Regions from separate parts of the Mus musculus genome. Here region 1 is linked to region 2. The links are chromatin contacts, called in public HiChIP or PLAC-seq maps. All regions are on one chromosome and are shown on one strand. The core of a region is the stretch at or near the end of the contact, and the rest is flanking DNA. Distances in the headings are between cores, read along the strand shown.

Region 1 (2,700 bases), core at 88-2,587, 200 kb after region 2:
CATTTGGGAGGCTGAGACAGGAGGGTTGTCTGGGCAACACAATAAATTGAACTTAAAAGCAGGAAAGGCTGAAGACCCACTTTGCCAAAGATCCCCATTCTTGTGTCCCTGAAGGCCCAAGGAACTGCTGCCTCATCTCCTTTTCTGTTTAGCAATATCCATGGGCTACAGGGGAGCCTGGGATGCCCAGGCCAAGAGAAAAACAACTGTGTCTGCAGCGCAAAGTCTCTGCCTTCCATGGACAGTCAGGGCAAAATATTACCACAGTAGGGCACTGAGCTGCATCTGAACATCTTCTGGCACACAGATTTGTTGCAGGAGGGTGGCCTGGCATTTCTCATTGTGAAACATGGCCAAACATCTTTTAAACTGAGCAAAACAAAGAGATTTGTGTCTCTGTGGTCTGTGCATGTGACAAGGTTGTGTCTGGTGGGATGCTGGTAGAGCAAGTTCAAACCCCTCAGTCGGCTGCCTGTAGGGCAGCAGGCCTGAAAGCTATTCCAAAGATCTGGCCTGAGTCCCTGTGGTCCAGCACTGCCCTGGCCCCGCTCTATCAAGGATAGAGGATGTGACCCCATCTTAAAGGATAACAAAAGCAGATTCCCAGCTTGGGAGACTAGCAGCGTCACCACAAGGGCAGGCTAAAGGGCTGTGGTCCCACTAGGTGAGGATAGCAACGCATGCAGGATCAGCGTTTCCCTGACTATCCTTCTCTTTCCTCTGCTCAGAGAGAGGCCTCAGCCAAGGGCTCTGCTCACCTGTGAAACAGGATCTCTGGCCAAATACCTGACATAGAAACTTAAGGAGGGGGAAGCATGTCTGGGCTTAAGGTGTAAGGTGGGATCAATCTGTCACGGCAGGAAAGGCATGGCAGTGGGTGGCTCACATATACAGCTTGGAATCCTCAGCTCACAGCTCAGCAAAACAGAAAACAGACAGCTGGGCCAGAAGAATAACTGGCTTATTAACCCCAAGGCCTGCCCACCAGTGATGTGTGAAGCCCCTCCTAAAGGGTCCATAAGCTCCCAAAACAGTGCTACCAGCTGGGGACCATGTGCTCAAACATGTGAGTCTAGGGAAGACATTTTACACTGGAACCATAACAGAGTTCTCCTTCCTACATCCCACGTCTGGTGCCTTCCTGTGTTGTCAGGATGCTTGGCGATGCTCTGGCTTTAAACGTTCCCTCTCTCGGTACCTGAGGAGGTTATATAACTGGTCACCTATGATCCTCCTTCCCCAGGACCAATGCTTCCATCTGTAGACCCAAGATGGTGTGGCCCAGTGCCCCGACCCAGAACAGACTGGAGCCTCAGACCTGGTAGTTTTACCACACAGCTTAGTGGATTGAGAGAATTAACTGTGAACCTCTGAACCAACCTCCTCGTGACTGTGTGGGGTGACCATCTCCAGCTCAAAGGCCATTTGTGAATCAGTGGGAGGACAAGTGGCCAGACCCAGCCAGAGGTTTGTCATCCAGGAGGTGCTCAGCTCTCCCATGACTCACTGGGGCAATATGAGGCCTTGGGACCGATATACCATGCCCACGGGTTTCATTTCCCTAACTTCATGCCATCCCATGCTTCCGTTACCAGCTCTACCCCTTGTCCTTGTTTGGATCTCTGCAGATCTCTATCCACTCCCGTGCCTTACCCACACTTTTAGAACTAGCCTGAACAGTCAAGCTATGGGATCCCTGGCAACCTATGCTGCTCATTGTCCCCAGGCCTTAATCCCCAAGGCCGATTTGATCTGTCCCTGCCAGCTGCTAACCACTACCCCAGCTCCTCCCATGCAAGAGCTGCCGAGCAACTTATTCTCTGGATGTGGCTTATATCCTCCATCACCAAACATCTCTACATTCAGAGTAGAGAGGAGCTGGGCTTAACCTCTGTGGACCCCTCCCTCTCCAACGTTTATGTGTGCTATGGTTTCCGTTGTTTTGTTTACAGTTTATCTGTTTTACTTTGTGTCCGAGTCCACGTGTAAGTGTGAGCATGCATGTGCCACACTGTGCGTGTAGAGGCCAAAGGATAAGTTTCAGCGGTCCTCTGTGTCAGCCATGTGATCAAAATCAGGTCAGCGGTCTTAGCAGCAAGTACCTTTACCTGTTGAGCCATCCTCAGACTCTGGGCTATGCTTTGAATGTGAAATATTGCCCATGTGTTCATATTTTGAACACTGGATCTCCAGCTGGGGGTTAGGGGTGCTGTTTTGGAAGGTTCTGGAAATGTGCAGAAGCAGAACTTACCTGGAGGAAGTGATCACCAAGATGGCTGTTCTTGGTTCTCAACTTGACTACATCTGAAATTAACCAGAACCCTAGCAGCTCGGTATACCCGTGAGGAATTTTTGTCTTAATTAAATCATTTGATGTGGGAAGACCCACTTTTAATCCAGATCTTTTGAGATGGGAAGATCCACCTTTAATCTGGAGCACCCCTTCTGCGGGCAGCCTATATAAAGGGCACGAAAGAAAGAAGCTTTCTTCACCTGCTTGCTCTTGCCCTCACTGGCATTGGAACCTGCTTCTTCAGGAGTCTGGTATACACTGAAGATCAGCTGAGGCACACAGCCTTGTGGGCTGAACAACACTGGATTCCTGGACCTTCTACTGCAAGACAGTCATTGTTGGACTAGCTGGACCACAGCATGTAAGCAATTCTGATAAATTCCCTTGATGATAGATAGATAGATAGA
Region 2 (2,700 bases), core at 155-2,654:
ATTAAAGAAAGGTGTGCAACTACTACTGCCCCACTTTTTTTCTTTTTTTGTTTTTTAAAGATTTATTTATTTATTTATTTATTTATTATATGTAAGTACGCTGTAGCTGTCTTCAGACGCACCAGAAGAGGGCATCAGATCTCATTACGGGTGGTTGTGAGCCACCACGTGGTTGCTGGGATTTGAACTTCGGACCTTCGGAAGAGCAGTCGAAGAGCAGTCGGGTGCACTTACCCACTGAGCCATCTCACCAGCCCCCCCCCCTTTTTTTTTCTTTTCTTTTCTTTTTAACTTTTGCTGAGGATGGAACCAGAATTTTATGTGTGCTATATTAGACTCTACCACTCAGCCACATCCCTAGTCCTTTTAATTTAAAATTTTTAAAAACTTTTTTAAAGATAATGTCTTGAACTATATTTTGGGCTGGCCTGTAATTTAGCATGTTGTCCAGTAGCTGTGATTAAAGACATGTACCACCATATCCAGCTACTTATTGGCTCTTGAAAGGTTTTCATTCTGGGATCAGAGCAGACTGATCAGAGACACTGGTGGGCTTTCCAGGCTATCCTAAAGCCTTTGACAAAGGGCATCTTGCTCATTTAACAGCCAGTGTTCTGTTACCAGCCCCTAAACATGGCAGTATTTACAGTCACCTAGGGAGCTGAGCCTTCATCTCAGACCTGTTAGTTTGAATCAAAAATTAAAAGATTCTTATGTGTGTTTGGTCCTAAGGACCTGATACTCCAAGGACATCTGGATGCCTGGCTGTAGTCACTTGGTACTAGTGCATAAAGTTCCTGCCTAAGAATTGCCTAATACACTTCATAAAAACACAGCTTTGGGCAAGTGACTACAGCTAGGCATCTAGATGTCACTGGAGTCTCAGGAGCATCTTATAGTAAAATTGGGCTACTGAGTAATCCTTCTCTGCAATGTGTGCCTTAGAGAACCACTGAGACCCCATGGAAGCTCTTGCTGCACACCTACACCTTTTTGCCACATTGAGTTCTGGGTGTAACCTTTCTATTACACACACACACACACACACACACACACACACACACACACACACATATATATGTAAAAATTAATATATATATATATATTGTTCGTGTGAATATGCCACATGTGTGTGGGTCCTGAGGCCAGAAGAGGGTGTCAGATCTCCCTGGAGTTCCAAGGGGTTGGCCACCGAGCCTTCTTTCTACTCTAAGTCTAGGCTTTCTTCAGGGGGTGATGACAAGCCCTTTAGGAGGCCGACTCCTGTTCAAAACTCCATGCTGTCTGCTTGTCTGTCTTGAGAAGCTAGGTAGGTTTTCTATTTGCGGTCCCCAGAGGCCCCCAGGAAAGGTGACGAATCACTCTGTCTTGGTTTGTTGCTCTGAAGGGTGGGGTTGGCTCACTATGAGATAAGACCTGGCTTACTCTGTAGCCCTAGATTTCCGGCCCCAGACAGCCACACCGCACCCACTGCAAATAGACTGATAGAACCACATGTCTAAATCATACAGTGATCTGAGCCCAGACTTTGTGCTGGGTCTGATTGTGAGTGGAAATTACTCCTCTGTGTGAAATGACCAGTGACATCAAAATAGGAAGAAGAGCTGAGGTCACCTCTGGGAAATGGACATTCCTTAGGGCCCTGGAAGAAGTGTCCCTTCAGAGTGCAGCCGGGCTGCTTTTGCTTTCTTGATTACCTAGTTTTAGATGGGGCAGTGAATGTGGGGAGGTTTTGGTTATTGCTCCTTTCGTATTAAATAATGTTTTTTTTTCTTCCCCTGCCCTGTTTTTTGTCTCTCTTCTTTTTTCTCCTTTTGTTTCATCTTTTTAATTCTCCCTCTGTATTCTTTCTGTTCTTCACATTCCTTCTATCTCCCTTCTCTTTTGCCTGGTCTCCCACCCGTCTTTGCCCCACAGGACACACTGAGCACTTTCAGGACGCCTTTAAAGGTTCCTCGTGGAATGTGGGAGACCTCTCTCTTGCCCTGTACTCTGCCCTCTTCTCTTACTCAGGTTGGGACACCCTTAATTTTGTAACAGAAGAAATCAAAAACCCAGAAAGGTAAAGGCGAGATCACACTCTCCAACTTGGCTGGAACTCCTGCTGATGGTGGGCGCAGTTGCCCTGTTCCCATAGCTCCTCCCTCGACCTCCCCTCCCCTCATCCTCTCCCTGCTCCCCTTCTCCAGTTAGGAGGGGTTGGGGGCTAGGATGGGAGTGAGTGAATGTGGGAAAGCCCTGGCTCTCACCCTCATGTTCCATTGGAGAGCATCCAGGGTCCACTAAAGAGGAGAGGTCTTTAGTGGGCAGCAGCAGACCCAGCTAGGGCTGAGGTGGCAGGCTTTAGCCCTGTGGTGCTGAGACTGTCTCTGGCCTACCAGATCACCAGACTAACCTCTAGCTTCTAGAGGATGTTGCTCCTTGCATTTATCCTGAGATCACAGATGCAAGAAGGTTAGAAAGCCACATGTGGCTCATTGGACCTAATGAGATTGGATAAACTCATCGTGAGTCCCTTCTCAGGGAAAGTGCTCTTCTTTCTCAGTGGAAAATGCCCAGGAACATGGGAAGCTTACCCGCCCTGAGGCATACAGAGAAGAGGAGCTCATCTCAGAGAGCTGGCAGCCAGTGAACTGTTAAATGTTAGGAAAATTCCAGGGGGTGCTGGATGGCTTTTGATTCTCAGCAGAGCTTGGTTCT

What was found. HiChIP or PLAC-seq counts read pairs in DNA pulled down with a chosen protein or histone mark.
Region 1: a contact with region 2 is called in a FOXA1 HiChIP or PLAC-seq map of pancreatic cancer cells. The contact joins two enhancer-like sites. A contact is called at or near these places in 4 of 115 datasets of contacts at active chromatin or transcription factors (bone marrow-derived macrophages, embryonic stem cells, microglia and 1 more).

The regions. Positions count from the first base shown.
Region 1 is chr8:106,386,479-106,389,178 of GRCm38.p6, forward strand. No RefSeq gene overlaps it. Among named protein-coding and RNA genes, the nearest start is that of Gm34026, 12 kb to the right of the region's middle. Within about 2 kb of position 1,338, at least 17 of the 459 cell types and tissues checked have an H3K27ac peak or open chromatin away from gene starts, as enhancers often do. A contact at or near this core is called in pancreatic cancer cells, where this site is marked.
Region 2 is chr8:106,190,422-106,193,121 of GRCm38.p6, forward strand. It overlaps Slc7a6 (solute carrier family 7 (cationic amino acid transporter, y+ system), member 6), which reads left to right. Exons shown (of 10, transcript NM_178798.4): 4 at 1,918-2,062. Among named protein-coding and RNA genes, the nearest start is that of Slc7a6os, 19 kb to the right of the region's middle. Within about 2 kb of position 1,405, at least 26 of the 459 cell types and tissues checked have an H3K27ac peak or open chromatin away from gene starts, as enhancers often do. A contact at or near this core is called in pancreatic cancer cells, where this site is marked.